Linked DNA regions of Mus musculus: region 2 is linked to region 1. The links are chromatin contacts, called in public Hi-C maps. All regions are on one chromosome and are shown on one strand. Each heading gives the region's core, a stretch centred on a gene start, on an enhancer-like site or on the middle of the called end of the contact. The rest is flanking DNA. Distances are from core to core; before and after follow the strand shown. Region 1 overlaps 4930512J16Rik (RIKEN cDNA 4930512J16 gene). Region 2 has its middle 18 kb from the start of Txnrd3.

Region 1 (6,657 bases), core at 352-2,851:
TCCAGAGGACCTGAGTTCTATTCCTAGCCACTCTCATGACAGCTCACAACCTCCTGTAGCTACAGTTCCAGGGGATGGACACCCTTTTCTGACCTCTACAGGCACTGTGAATACATATAGAAGCAAGCAGGAAATATACCCACTGAATAATAAAATAACTTTAAAAAAAATTTAAAGACAAAAAGACAACCATAGAATCTGCCGTAGGGAAAGAAGAAACCCGGAGTGAGGAGGCAGATGAAGAGTGGGACTATTAATTACAGTAAGTGCCTGACACACTGTTTTACAATAACCACCTAACGAAAGAGCCAATCGTTCCATGAGGAGTCAGACGATAACGGAGTAAGTACCATTCATATAAGATCCTTCTAATGCAAAGTTATAAAAGATAGAAACACACCAGCATAAAAAATCAGAAGGAGCCTGTGGGTCAAGTGCTCACTTGAGGTTCAGTAGCATATGACAGAGAGCATCCCACAGGGCAGGAGGCACAAATGGTCATGAGATCTTATGTACCAAATTATAATACATTCTAAAAGAAAGTGAAGCTTTTTTTTAGGTTTATTTTTGTTCATGTGTATATGCCCATGTATGTATGTGCACATGAATGCAGTGTCCATACAGGACACTAGAGGCTTGCAGATCCCTGGAGCTGCAGGTATAAGAGGTTAGGAGATGGCATACATGGGAGATGGGAACTAAACTCAGGTTCTTTGTAAGAGAAATAATTGCTCTTAACTGCTGAGTCACTTCTCTAGCTCTGAAGCGAGTGAACTACAATTTATTTTTCAAGCTCTTGATGGTACGAGGAGACAAAAGAAATTAACAAAGAATGTAAATATGTTATTAATGGCATTGTATGCATGCACAAGCTCATAGTCATATATGCTTAGGTGTGAAACTTGGAATCTGACATGTCAGCCTTTCTTCATGACAACTCAGGAATAAACTAGTCAAGTATTCAAAATAAACTGTCAGGATATATAAATAAAAAAATTTGAAAAATTTAAAAGCCACATGCTTTTAATCCCAGCACTTGGGAGGCAGAGGTAGGCATATCTCTGAGTTTGAGGCTAACCTGGTCTACAGAGGGAATTCCAGGACAGCCAAAGCTACATAGAGAAACCTTGTCTTGAAAGAGAGAGAGAGAGAGAGAGGGAGAGGGAGAGAGAGAGAGAGAGAGAGAGAGAGAGAGAGAGAGAGAGAGAGAGAGAGAAGAAAGAAAGGAGAGAAAGGAAGAGAAAGAAAAGGAAAGAAAAGGGAAGAGAAGAAAAGAAGAGAAAGGAAAGGAAAGGAAAGGAAAAGAAAAGAAAAGAAAAGAAAAGAAAAGAAAAGAAAAGAAAAGAAAAGAAAAGAAAAGAAAAGAAAAGAAAAGAAAAAAATTTAAAGGGCAAAAGAAAAGAAGTAACAGCCACCAAAAGTTCAAAGGGGCATAGACCCTGTTCTCTGCCCCCAGTATAATTCTGACTAGGAAATTTTTAACTTTCGTTTTAACTACAAAAGTTTTCAGAGAGATCCTTCAAAAGGCTTGAGTAAAGGCAGACACATGCCTTATCATTGCTCAAAAAGGAGAAGCCTTAATGTGGCTCACTCAGCTTTAGCCCAGATAGGATGGTGGCATACCATAGCCCACAGGAAATTTCACCGCAAGAGTACTACAGAACTGAACAGGAAGGTGTGGCAGGAGTGGACAGGAAGAATTGAGAAGCCAACTGGAGACAGATTCACTCATCCTCCTGTATCTTCAATGTACCCCTGATGAAAAACTCAGACATCCACAGAGCAGTGCCGAGCATAAGAAGGCAAGCTACATGCTCCTGTGACACCCCTGGGTAACAGGACAGTGAACAGAAGAGGCACTATGTAGTAATATCAACTAGCCAAAAAGCATTAAGCTCTAAGGGAAAAAAAATTTAAGAGACTAAGGATGTTATTCAATAGAGCAATACTTGCCTATCATACACATGAGACCCCCAATACTGTATATAGGTAGATAGATAGATAGACAGACAGATAGATAGATGAAAGGTAGATGATAGATACAGAGATGATAGAAGAAAGATGATAACTATATAGATACATAGATACATAGATGATAGACGATTAGTCATAATGTCAAAAGCAAAAGTCACAATATTTGACTTTACTGTCACCTTAAGTATCTTCAGGGTTAAACAAATGGAATAAAGAGAATGAAAATTAAAAGCCAAGTAGAAAAGAGGTAATGGGTGTGGGGAAATGATTTCAGTGCTCCCGTATGTACCCAGGTAAAGGGTTAACATTTGTAACACATTAAAGAAACAAGAAAATATTAACATACAAATAGAAAAATGAACAGGGATTATGAACCCCCAACTTTCGATGAAAGAAATGAAAATATCAAAAAGCATTTGGGAAAAACACTCAGACTCATTAGTATTCAAGTACATGCAAATTAAAACAACAAGCCCCCAATTTCACCTATGAAATTGGCTCTTCATTATTACTGTTTTTGCACCTGGGTTAGGGAGCGGGTGAATCTGGGCGTTTCTGCTTCCGGGCGACCTGAAGTGGCATTGCTTGTTATGGGGCAATTTCATCTTCCATATCCATTCTGCTCACCTTTGACCCACCTCTAGTAGAATTTTGTCTTGAAAAACAAAGAATTAGCTTGAAGGTTGCTTATTGCTGCCTTTGCTTTTTCTTGTAATGTCAGTTAATCGGTGGCTACCTCTCTCTCTCTCTCTCTCTCTCTCTCTCTCTCTCTCTCTCTCTCTCTCTCTCTGTGTGTGTGTGTGTGTCTGTGTGTGTCTGTGTGTATTTTCCGTTTTCATACAATAGAATTCTATGTCCATCCATGACAGCATTGCACAAGTCTGTGTGCAAATGTAATATTGTGTGAAAAGAGCAGGTAATGAAATAATGCGTGCAATGATAAACCAGTCTCTGTAAAACTCGTGCAGGATACACCTGAGGTATCAGCACCTTCCCCCTGCATTGTGATTATTCCCACTTTTAAGTCTCTACAAAAGCCGTGCATTAATTACATGATACAAGTATGTGGTTTAAAGGACGATAGAGACCACATCAATTGCAACCCCATCAGACCATCACAATCAACAGCCTGGGGAAGGTGTACTGTAAAATTGTATGCATGATATGAAAAGATGGTCAGCCTGTGTCCTTAAGTGAAGACAGGGTAGCACAAAACAGTGTGTGCGCCATAATCTCCTTTTGTTGAAAACAGAAAATACATCTATTTATATGCACCGGACATAGCAGATTATAAAGTGAAAAGCCGGGAATGGTTGTCTCTGGCTGCCACAATAGGATGATGCCAGCACGCTTTTTGCTTTCTGTATTTCTGCATCGTCCGCATTTTCTGCAGCTAAAATGTATTATTCTGAAATTAAAAACTGTCCTTCTTTCTAAGAGGCTATTCATGTCCTTATGTAGTACAACCCCACTGTGCCACCTCTGTTTTGAGGAAATGGCCCATTTCTGTGTCTGCTTTCTCACCCAGTGCTTCTGGCTCCCAAGGAGAGTATCACAAGGGCCCTAGAGCATCTGTCACACTGCTGACTGTCACTCTGGAGATGCACGTGGCTTCTGGAAAGAGTCCTAGGACAGTCCTCCAGCAAGCACTGTCTGCCTCAGCTGTGAAGGATCTGAGGCCAAGAGCCCTGTCTGAAATCAACACACTCGCCATTACCACTTAGAAAGCAGAGCATTTCCTCCCTGTCTTGCAAAGGGTCACATTCAGAAAAGCCAAAAAGCTGAATGTACCTAAGAAGACATCCAGGAGCCTGGGGCATATGGAGGGTGTCTTATTCTACAACAATCACTATAGTAGTCCAAGCATAAATCTCAGGCCATTTCCTACCAGTATAAGAAAATGCCCAACAGGGGCTAATTTATAAAGAAGAGAGTTTATCTGGCTCAGGGTTCTGGAGTCAGGGAAGTCCAAGAGCATGGTGACATTTGGCATCTAGTGACATTTGGCAAAGACCTCAGTTACATCAAACACGACACAGGTTATCACATGGGAGGAGGAGCATCATTCAAGTTCAGGCCTCTCCTCTTCTGCTGATGTCACCATGGAGGCCTCCTTCCCGATCTCCTTTACACCCAGTCACTTCCCAGACACTGCATTTCCAGACACCACTAACATGTAAGTTTGGGGATGGAATCTCCAACACTTGAGCTTGGGGTGGGGGCACATATTCTAACCCCAGCAGCACACCAAACAGAAAAGAAAGAAGGTTCTACACGCAGGGCTGAGATGGGAGAGTGCACAAGGCTGCTCAGGGCCCATGCTGGCTGGAGGAATAGCTGTGGCATTGCTTCTGTGATAGAGCCTCTGCAGTGCATTGCAGTGCAGACAGAGCCCGCCCCACCACCAAAGGAAGAAGCAGAGCCTCCTTGCCTTGTACCTGGGGCCAGACTACCATAGCTGCCATCTCTCTGCTCTCCTTCCAAGTGACATCATTAGCTCCCATTGACATGCCGGCTTGCAATGAGCCCAGAAAACACAGCTCCCATTCTTCCAGCCTTACAGAGGGAAGCTTAGATCGCACCCTCAGAACCCAGCCACTTCCTTATTCTCCCAAACAAGAACAGCACTGGCACATCCCATTTGTTGCCATTTCCTGGACACATCCTCACATTCTCACCTCTCCCCAAAAGGCAACATGGACCCTGCTTTCAGTTCCAGTCGCCATGCAGCCTGGATACTCTCCAGCATTTGGTTAAATGTTAAATGCTATAGACTAGTAACAGGGGACAGAGAAGAAATCTGGAAACATTAGAGAATAAACACATCCTATGCAGAGGAAGATAGCACGGCTACACTCCCTGATTCTGAGTTCTTTCCTCCCCTCTTCTATCTGCTTTAAGTTCCCTTTGATTCCAGCCAGCCCCTCCACTGTGGTTCTTCACTAACAGTGAAACCAGCTGGCCTCCACTCTAGCTTTTTCAGGTTGCTATCCTCTTCCACTGTTCTTTATCACCAAAGATCCACAGAGGTCCCCAGAGAGACTCCAGACCTGACCCCCACAGTCCCTATCACCCATTTCCCTTTGAAGACAGATCTGTTCCCGACAACCAATACAAACCTCTCTTCCTTCGTTGGCTCAGAACCTGTAAAGGCCAGGTGCATCACCAGGGAAACCACCACTGCAGTCCCTGTTGGAAGCATGGCCACCCAGGAAATACAGTGTCTAACTCAGCAGTGCCAGGGCCCTGGGGATGGAGCCCCAACTACAAATATATTGCCTCACGTGTTCTTGCTTCTTCCCTTGATTCCAGACTCACAGCCTGAATATGGATAGAACAGTACCCTGTGTAGGTCACAGGTCTAAAGCCAGACCCCTGTGGGCATCTTCCTTGCTTGCTCCACTACTGAGTCTCTGGTAGTTTATATCAGGGCTTGGCAAACTGCAGGCCATGGGCCAAGTCTAGCTTGTCTTCCCTGATACTCTGCCTCTTTTGAGAAGTTCACCCACCCTCCTCAAGTCCAAGCCCCACTCCCCATGAACATGTAAAGGCGCACACTTCTGTTTGGATCTGTAGCCAACCAAACAGACCTCATCTTCATGAACTGCTGGTCTGGAAGCCTTGCTGTACTAAATAAAAGCATCTGCAAACTGGGGTTGTGTCTTTTCTTGCTCTATCAATGGGTCATAGGAAAATTCCCATGGTACCATAATGATCTCCTCTGAGACAAGTATCCTGGGGCACAGGAAGAGGCTTCTGCTGGCAGCTCAGCAGACGAGACTCGATGTTCTCCTGGGGAAGTTGCTCCTGTGAACTCCTCACGGGCTTCTCAGGAAAGGAGAGACTCATCACTCCAGACAGCAAGAAGCAGCTGTTTTTCAGACTCATCCAAGTTCAATAACATGCCCTGGCATCCTCCTCCTCTCTGATCAGTGCCCCGGCCTTTATAAAACACATCTGTCAGAGCTGCAAATTCAATCGACGTTGTCACTGTGCACCCGTGTGATCAAATTGTGAGTCTCATTTTCAGCTGTATCAGCCCTGTAGCTACAAAGGAAAAGAGATTGCTTCAGGATGCAGTGAGGCCCTATAATTCCTCTACCCATCTCGGATTTCACAGCCTGCATTTTGTTGCTTCCTCTCTGTGTGTTTCCTGGACAGTCAGAAATAGCTGGGCACTCGCTGGGTTCCTATGGTCACCACCCTGCCCAGCCAGTCACCTAGTTGGTAGCTGGGTAGCTTCTGTCCCGTACCCTGAGTTGGTATATGGCAGGAACTGTTGTCATCATCTTCAGGTAACCAGGTGATTTTTCCCTTGCCACTCTATATGTTCTGTTATAATTTTCTCTAAGATAAACTTCCATCCCATCCTACTGGGAAAACCATTAAGCTCAGAAAGAAAACAACTCAAAGCCTTCAGGAAGTCCCTGAAGCTGACCAGATTCACTAAGCCCCTCCTCCCCAGGCATATATGAACTGCAGAAAGATAATCTCAAACAAGCTCAACCGCCTAGCAGAAGCACAGACCTCCTGAGCTACCTGAAGGTAACATCTCCAACCTGTCAAGTTGTCTACATGCTGTGTCAAGTTCTGCAGGTATTTAGATTTCATGAGCTGCCATCCCTGCTGGGGTTTTGGTGATATAGTTGTCTTTGAGTCCCTTCTTCTCCTTTAAGTAACTTC
Region 2 (7,633 bases), core at 4,410-6,909, 360 kb after region 1:
TCTGTCCCTTTCTTTTTGGTGCACACAGCATTTTTCTTCCATAGTGTGCTGTTTGGTTTTTCGGTCAACTTGGTATAAACATATCTGGGAAGAGGAACCTCAATTGAGAAAATTCCTCCATCAGATTTCCAGTAGGGAAGTGTGGTGGTTTAAATGTGCTTGGCTTATGGGAAGTTGACCGATTAGGAGGCATGGCCTTGTTGGAGTGGGTGTGGCCTAATTGAAGGACTTTCTTCACTGTGGAGGTGGTGTTTGAGCTTCTAAACTCAAACTCTGCTCAGTATGGAATGGAGCCTCCTGCTGGCTGCTTGTGGAAGAGAGTATCCTCTTGGCTGCCTTCAGATCAAGATGTAGAATTCTCAGCTCTTCCAGTTCCTTGTCTGGCAGGATGCTGCCATGATTCCCACCATGATGATAATGGACGGAACCTTTGAAACTGTAAGCCAGCCCCAATTAAATGTTTGCCTTTATACCTTGGTCATGATGTCTCTTCACAGCAATGAAACCCAAACTAAGACAGGAAGTATGTAGAACGTTTTCTTAAATTAATGATTGATGTGGAAGTGCCTAGCTTACTGTGGGTGGTACCACCCCTGGGTTGTATAAGAAAGGAAACTAAGCAAGCCAGTAAGCAGCATTCCTCCATATTCTCTGCTTCAGTTCTTGCCTTGGCTTCCCTTGATAATGGACTGCAAGCTGTAAGCCAAATAAATCCTTCCCTTCCATTATTTATCTGATCAAGAAAAATCCTAATGAAGATACATAGTATAATGCTGGCCAGACTCCAGTAGAAAGGCTGGCGTACTGCTGGCTAGACTCCAGTTCTCCAGACAGAACTATAATGGTAAAATGGCTTCTGCTAGTTCATCATCCAGTATACCGACTACCCTTGCATTCTGAAGGCCATTGTTAGACTGAGCAATATGGGCTGATAGGCTGGAAACTTTATCTGGGGACTCCCCACCCATCACTTTGAGAAGATTGTATTTGTAGAGTAGTTTTAGATTTGCAGCAAAATTGAAAGATACAGAGGTGTGAGATGTTCAATCTACTGGATTCCCCCCCATCCCCCAAACACACACACACACACACACCTTGCCACCAACATGGTCCCCATCACTGATATAGGTGAGTTTGATGCAACTGAAGAACTCATACTGGACACATTGCTGTCACCCAAAATCCACAGTAAGCGAGGGTACTCAGGGTGGGGAGCATTCTACAGCTTTGGACAAATGTGTAATTATATGTAGATCATTACAGTATCACAGAATGATGTCACTGTCCAAAGACTTCTCTGTGTGTCACCTGTTCCACAAGCCCTGGGCAGAACAGGTCCTTATACTGTCTCACACATTTTCTCTTTCACAGTATGTCACACAGTCAGAATCATCTTGTAAGCAACCTTTTAAAGTTGGCTTCTTCCATAAACTCATGCATTTAAGATTCTTCCATGTCTTTTCATTGGTTTGTAGCTCATTTGTTTTTGGAGCTGTAAAGATATTCCATTGTTTGGATGTGACACAGTTTTTTTAACCATTTCCTTACTGGAGGTCTTCTTGGTCGCCTCCTGTCTTGGCACTTATGAGGTATCTGTGAGCATTTGTGTGTACATTTTTAAATGTAGATTCAAGTTGTCATCTCATCTTGGTAAAAGCAATGAATTCATCGTTAGATCATAAATGGTAACTGTGTGCTTAGTCTTGAAACAGGCTGCCAGCCTGCCTTCCTGTTTCACCTTCCCACTGAGTGACACTTTCTGTCACTCCACATCCTCACCAGCGTCTGGGGTTGTCATGGTCTAGATTCCAACCATTTTACTAAGTGTGTTGTTTGAAGCTTTTCAGAAAATATGAAAGTATATGTATATATATATATGAATATTTTCTAAGATATTTTTGTACTCCAAAGAAATTATGTAGTTCTTCTTGGACTCTAGTAAAAGAACGATTTAAGTTGGTAGATTTTTCTAAAATTTAGCACACACTTGCATTTCTAAAATGTCTTTCAGTATGCTGCAGAACTAAGTTTGCCAATTCTTAAAAAGTAAACCAATCAAAACTTACCTTAAAAGACAATACTGTAAAATGATCTGTTTGACAAGTTAAAATTAAGACCAAGAAGTGCATTCAATTAAAGACATTTAAAAATTGTGTTGTTTTATTTTTCCCTTAGTTGGAAAAAAGAAAAAAAGACAAGAAAACACAAAAAGGAGAGCGCTCATTTTCATAGAAATCTCTTGGCACAAAGAAGGTAACAAATACGTAAAATTAAAGAAAAAGACAGAAGGGCCCCCTGACTTAGGTGAACATAGGAAGAAGAGGCAATTCCGCTAATGATGAACAAGCCAGAAGAAGCTCATATATAATCGAAGCATTCAGGAGGCAGAGGGCAGAGGCTAGAGGATTGGGTTCAAAGCCAGCCTGGACTACATGAGACCTTGTCTCAAACCCTCATGTTCTAGTCTTATTTCTATTGTTTTGATAAGTACTCTCAGCAGAAAGCAACATGGAGAGGAAAGAGTTTACTTGGTTTACAGTTCCAAGTTGCAGTCCATTTTTTGGGGTGGGAGGGGAAGGTCAAAGCAGAAACTCAATCAGCTTGTGACATCACATCCACAGTCAGGAGCAAAGAGAATGAATGCATATAATCTTGCTTGCTTTCAGCTACCTCTTTCCTCTCTTATCCTGTTCAGGAGCCCTTGCCTAGGGAATGGTACCACCCGTAGTGAGCTGGGTCTTACTATATTAATTACCAATTAAGACAGTCTCTGAGTAGTGTGCTTGCAGACCAATCTGACCTAGATTAATTCCTCATTTAAGACTCTTTCCAGGTGATCCTAGATTATATTAAGTTCACAGTTAAAACTAATCAGCACACCTCTACCCAAAATAAAAATTAAAAAAAGATAAAGATGAAATGTAGGTCTCTGTGTACACAGAGCATGCAGGAGGGTAGGAAATAAGTCCAGACTGAAGAAATATAGATCCTTAAGCAATGTTTCAGATAAACAACCTTGTCCCCCGGATAACCATTGGTACTCTCCTCTGTTTTATATTCTATTTACACCTGCTCTTTGTTTTTATTACAATCTTCATCATTTTCATTACAGCTTTGGTAGACGTGCCAAAGTTTATAACATACATGTAACTAGATGTGTTTTTATTCAAGCAACATATTTTTCTTCTAATGAACAAATTTAGTCCATTCATATATATTGTGATGGCTGATATTATTGATGTTGTTCATGAGACTTCCATTTTCTATTTACTGTGCTTTTAATTTATTTAATGTATTTGTTTTGTGTGATGCTGGGAATCCATCTAACAGTCTGCATCCCAGGCAAGTGCTCTACCACTCCTAAGCTGTATCTCCATCCAGCACTGACTATGCTTCTTAGTTGTCTCTTTTTCCCTTTTATTACAGTTTAACATAGCACATTTTCAGGGGGGTTGCTTTTTTTTTAAAATAGATAAGCTTATATTTGAAGCAATTCTGTGGCTGTGTTGGCCCAAGAGTCAAGAGAGCACACTCTTACTTCCTCACAGATGTGAGGCAGCTCTACTTGGCCTGCCGTGGGAGGTGGTCTCTGCTCCAACTGTTTGATGGGTTTTCTGCTGTACTATTGATGAACACGTGTGGGTGCCTGACTGTGGGGTATTGTACATGATATTTTAGACTCTACCCTTTGGGTGCTGGCACCTGTGCATTCTTTTTGGAGCCACACCCAGGAGACTTGCTTGGGGGAGGAGTGCACATGCAGCTAGCATTAGTGGCACTGTTAGCTTCCCTAGACAGTGCCTACACTGTTGCTTAAAACTTCATACTTTTAAGTAATTAACACGTGGCCTGGAGAGATGGCCCATCATTTCAGAATACTAGCTGCATTCCAGAGGAATGGGTTCACCTCCCAGCAACTACATCTGGTACCTCATAACTCCAGCTCCAGAGAATCTCACACCCTCTCCTGGCCTCCAAGGCCACTCCACGTATATGCACACACAATCATCCACATAATTAAAAATAAATCTTAAAATATTAAACTCAAGTTTTTCCCCCCACTACTGGGGTTTGAACCAGGGCTTCCTGCATGCTGAGTGCTCTACTACTGAACTACCCCCCAGCCCCGCCACACTTATTCTGACAACTTGTGCTGTTGTATCTGGTCATCAGTGTTTCTTGCATCCCCTTCTGTGCATCTTCACATTTCTTCTTGCTTCAGAAGCCTTCTATTATCTATCTTAGGGAAGAATGTGTGAGTACAAAAATGCAAGGCTCCTTTCATGCCTGAAAGGTCTTTATTCTGAGTGATAATGGGCTTTATAATGGGCCGAGTCTGTAATTACAGGTTCCAAGTGATTTTCACTCTGAACTCTGAGGATACTGCCCTGAGGATCCTGTCAGTCCCAGAACTCACACCTTCTTGTGCTGGAGAGAATTGCTTTTATGATTTCTTGGGCAATAATTTTCTTCCTTCTGTCTGCTCTCTCTTTCTAGAACTCAGTGTCCTGATATTTTCCATTTTTCTCTCGCCTATGCTCTTTCCCTCCCTTTCAGACATGGGACCTCAATATGTTACCCAGGTTGGCATCAAACACATGAGCTCATGTGACCATCCTTATTCAGCCTCCTGAGCCCTGGGATTACAGGCATGTGCTGGCCCTTTCTGATTACTAGGTCGTTTGCTGTGGCCCTTGAATAGAGCCCGTAGCTTCACACATGCTGGGTAAGCACTCTGCCATTGACTCAGCAGCCCCCCACCCCCGTGTTTTTGTTTCTTCATACTTTTTTAAAAAGAAAAAAAGATTTCTGTGTATGAGTGTTTTGCCTGCATATATGTATGTGTGTATGCGCCTAGCCTGGTACCTGCAAAGACCAGAAGACATAAGATTCCCTAGAACTGGAATTACAGATGGTTGTGAGCCACCATGCGGATGCCAGGAACCAAGAGCAGTCAGTGCTGGTAACCACTGAGCCATCTCTCCAGTGCCTCCATTTTTTTTTTTTTAATGTTCTGTTCTGGCATAATTCCTCAGCAAATTGTCAAGTCACCATCTTGATCCCTGGCTGTATTCGTTCCACTTCTCCATCTGCCTGATAAGCCATTTTCCTAGTTAAGGAATCAAGATTTTTCTATTTGTATTTTTATGAAGTCAGTATCCTTGGGCAGCGTTCTGCAGACATTCGTTATTTGAATTCAAGATTCCTGTTCTTTATATTAGGTCTGATTCCTGAGCAACACGTCCCTGTTGACTGACTCTGGCGGCTGTTCCACAGTGGCACTAGAAAGACTAATGCTCAGATTCTTAAACCAGCTCATAGATTTGCAAACAGATCTGAGCAGCTAGCAGCACCTATAGCTTTGCATGCTGAGCAGAGGTTCCCGCAGGACTGTGTCTAAGCGCTGTAACCCTACCACACTTCTTCCAACCCTCCTCTACTTCCCTGTTCCAGCACTTCTGGACAGGTTGGCTTGGTAAGACTTGGAGGGTGAGTAGATCCTTAGGAATCGAAGCAAAGTGGAGGTATCTTTTCTGGTGGAAGGCAGAGGAAGAGGAGAGAGTCAAGATGTGTCAGAATCTGTAGGATGTGAGACTCAGAGACTCTGGGTTAAGTCAGGAAATGAAATCAGTTGCGCAATGCAGAAGTGGTTGAAAGGGAAAGCAAGGCTGGTAAAGAACTGATAGGGACCATGGTGAGTGTGGTGACTGGCAGAGAGTCATCCCTAGACAGTGTTATTGTGCTAACCTTGCGGAACCATGGGGTCTATGCATCAGTAAGTGGGACTGGACCAGACACAGAAGCCTACTTTTCAGACTTCCCAGTCCTCTTCATTTTGCTTTTGGCAAGAAAAGCCCTGATTGTCCAGCTGTCAGAAGGAAAGGAGGGAGGGGGGAAGAAAAAGAAGAAAGCCTCCAGTCATCTTGTGTTCCAGTGACCTGGTGAGTGCAGGGCTATCAAAACCCCACGGAGCTTATACATGAAGCAACCTCGAGCTCTTCCTCTGCACTCAGCCTCCACATCTCTGGAACTCAGATTTTCAGTCTTGCAGGCTATAAACATCTTGCTCACAAGACCTGAGGAACTCTCCCTCGCTCCTGGCTGCTAAGTTCCCCCGGAGCCCAGAACATCCTTCATTCTAACTTGACAAAAGCGCTGTGCTTTGAGGCCTGTTTTATAGGTTTTCTGTGCTACAGGTTTGCGGTCCGTTACCGTCATCTGTCAGAGTTATAAAGCAGCACTGTGCTCACTTTCCTGTTGGTTGATTTTATTTAGACACTAATTCCTATAGCTGTTTAAAAAGAAGAAAAAGGATGAGAGCAGGCAAGGAACACATTGCAGTCTCTCAGCAAATTCTCCTTACCTGTTCCATACATCACGTCTCAGGACAAGAAGCACAAATAACTCAAGAAATACGCATAAACAACGCCACCGGTCTTTAATAACAGACAATTAGTGGTCTCCTAAGTTGCTCTCAATTTCTGGCTGTCTCTAGATACTGGCTCCTGAGGAAGGCAGTTCCAGGGCCAGTAACTATCACTCTATGTCTTTAGCAGTAGACAGGACTTTGGCCACGGAGGTACTGAATAAATTCTTGTGGGCAGAATGATTCCTGCAAGTAAGAACCAGACCTGAGAGGCCAACGTGCTGAGCCAGGTTGATGGAGCCATTTTTCAGGGGATGGGAGGAGAAGAGAAGGAGGCAGGCTGCAAAGGAACCATGAGTAATCTTGCTTAGGTCTGCAGCCAGCTTTGTCCCTTCGAGGCTGTGTCCCTGAGACAGTCATCTCTATAAAATGAGACAGGTATGCTTCGCTCTGTCACAGCCTGAAAGCTGCTTGGGCAGAAGCAAGAGGGACATAACCTCAAAGACACTGTTGGTCTCTTGGTGTCTTTTTTATTCACTGTGTAAAATTGATACATCTGTGTAGCCATTTACACAAGTCTGTTCACTGGATATGTAATCATTTACATATAATTTCCCAGTCCCAGCCTTAGCCTCTATTACATTCTAGAATCTACTTCAGACCCCAAACTTGAAGCATTTACTCCTTGAAGCAAAATCTCTTGTCTTTTCTGCTACTCAGACTCAGTGAAGGATATTGATTTTTAAAATAAATCTATTGCTTTTTAAAGATATATTTATTGTTTTTGCCTGTGTACCACATGTGTGCAGTGCTAACGGAGGCCCGAAGAAGGTATTGGATCCCTTGGAACTGGAGTTACAGGAGGGGATGAACTACCTAATGTAGGTGCTGGGAACTGAACCCGAGTCCTCTGAAGAACCACAAGCACCCTTAACCTCTGAGCCATCTCTCCAGCCCCTATTTAAAATTTTATTATCTATTTATTATTTTATTCAGTGTTACATGAAGCCATCTTCTCACAAGTATATATGCACTTTGAGCATACCCCCACCCCCTGACTCTCCCCTTCCTCCCTCTCCCATCAGCCCCCTTTCTTCATGTTGACAGTTTCATGTCTATTCTCACATGTGATTTTACGTGTTTGTAGATTTCATGTGTGGAACTCACCAGTGTAGGGAACACTTGATGTTTGTCCTTTTGAGACGGAGTTAATCTGCTTTAAGCGATAGTGTCCAGCTGCATCCACTTTCCTACACTGTTTGGCTG

Evidence for each region. Hi-C and Micro-C count contacts between places; a contact is called where the count stands out from the background.
Region 2: a contact with region 1 is called in a Hi-C map of pre-megakaryocyte-erythroid progenitors, with 4 times the contacts expected there. The contact joins two enhancer-like sites. A contact is called at or near these places in 3 of 484 Hi-C or Micro-C datasets (LSK cells, neural progenitor cells and pre-megakaryocyte-erythroid progenitors), 2 of 115 datasets of contacts at active chromatin or transcription factors (bone marrow-derived dendritic cells and bone marrow-derived macrophages) and 1 of 9 other capture datasets (embryonic stem cells).

Annotation. Positions count from the first base shown.
Region 1 is chr6:89,263,885-89,270,541 of GRCm38.p6, forward strand. 4930512J16Rik (RIKEN cDNA 4930512J16 gene) reads right to left here. Exons shown (of 4, transcript NR_131021.1): 4 at 5,627-6,021. Among named protein-coding and RNA genes, the nearest start is that of Gm36735, 6.4 kb to the right of the region's middle. Within about 2 kb of position 1,602, at least 16 of the 459 cell types and tissues checked have an H3K27ac peak or open chromatin away from gene starts, as enhancers often do. A contact at or near this core is called in bone marrow-derived macrophages and pre-megakaryocyte-erythroid progenitors, where this site is marked.
Region 2 is chr6:89,622,587-89,630,219 of GRCm38.p6, forward strand. No RefSeq gene overlaps it. Among named protein-coding and RNA genes, the nearest start is that of Txnrd3, 18 kb to the right of the region's middle. Within about 2 kb of position 5,660, at least 15 of the 459 cell types and tissues checked have an H3K27ac peak or open chromatin away from gene starts, as enhancers often do. A contact at or near this core is called in bone marrow-derived macrophages and pre-megakaryocyte-erythroid progenitors, where this site is marked.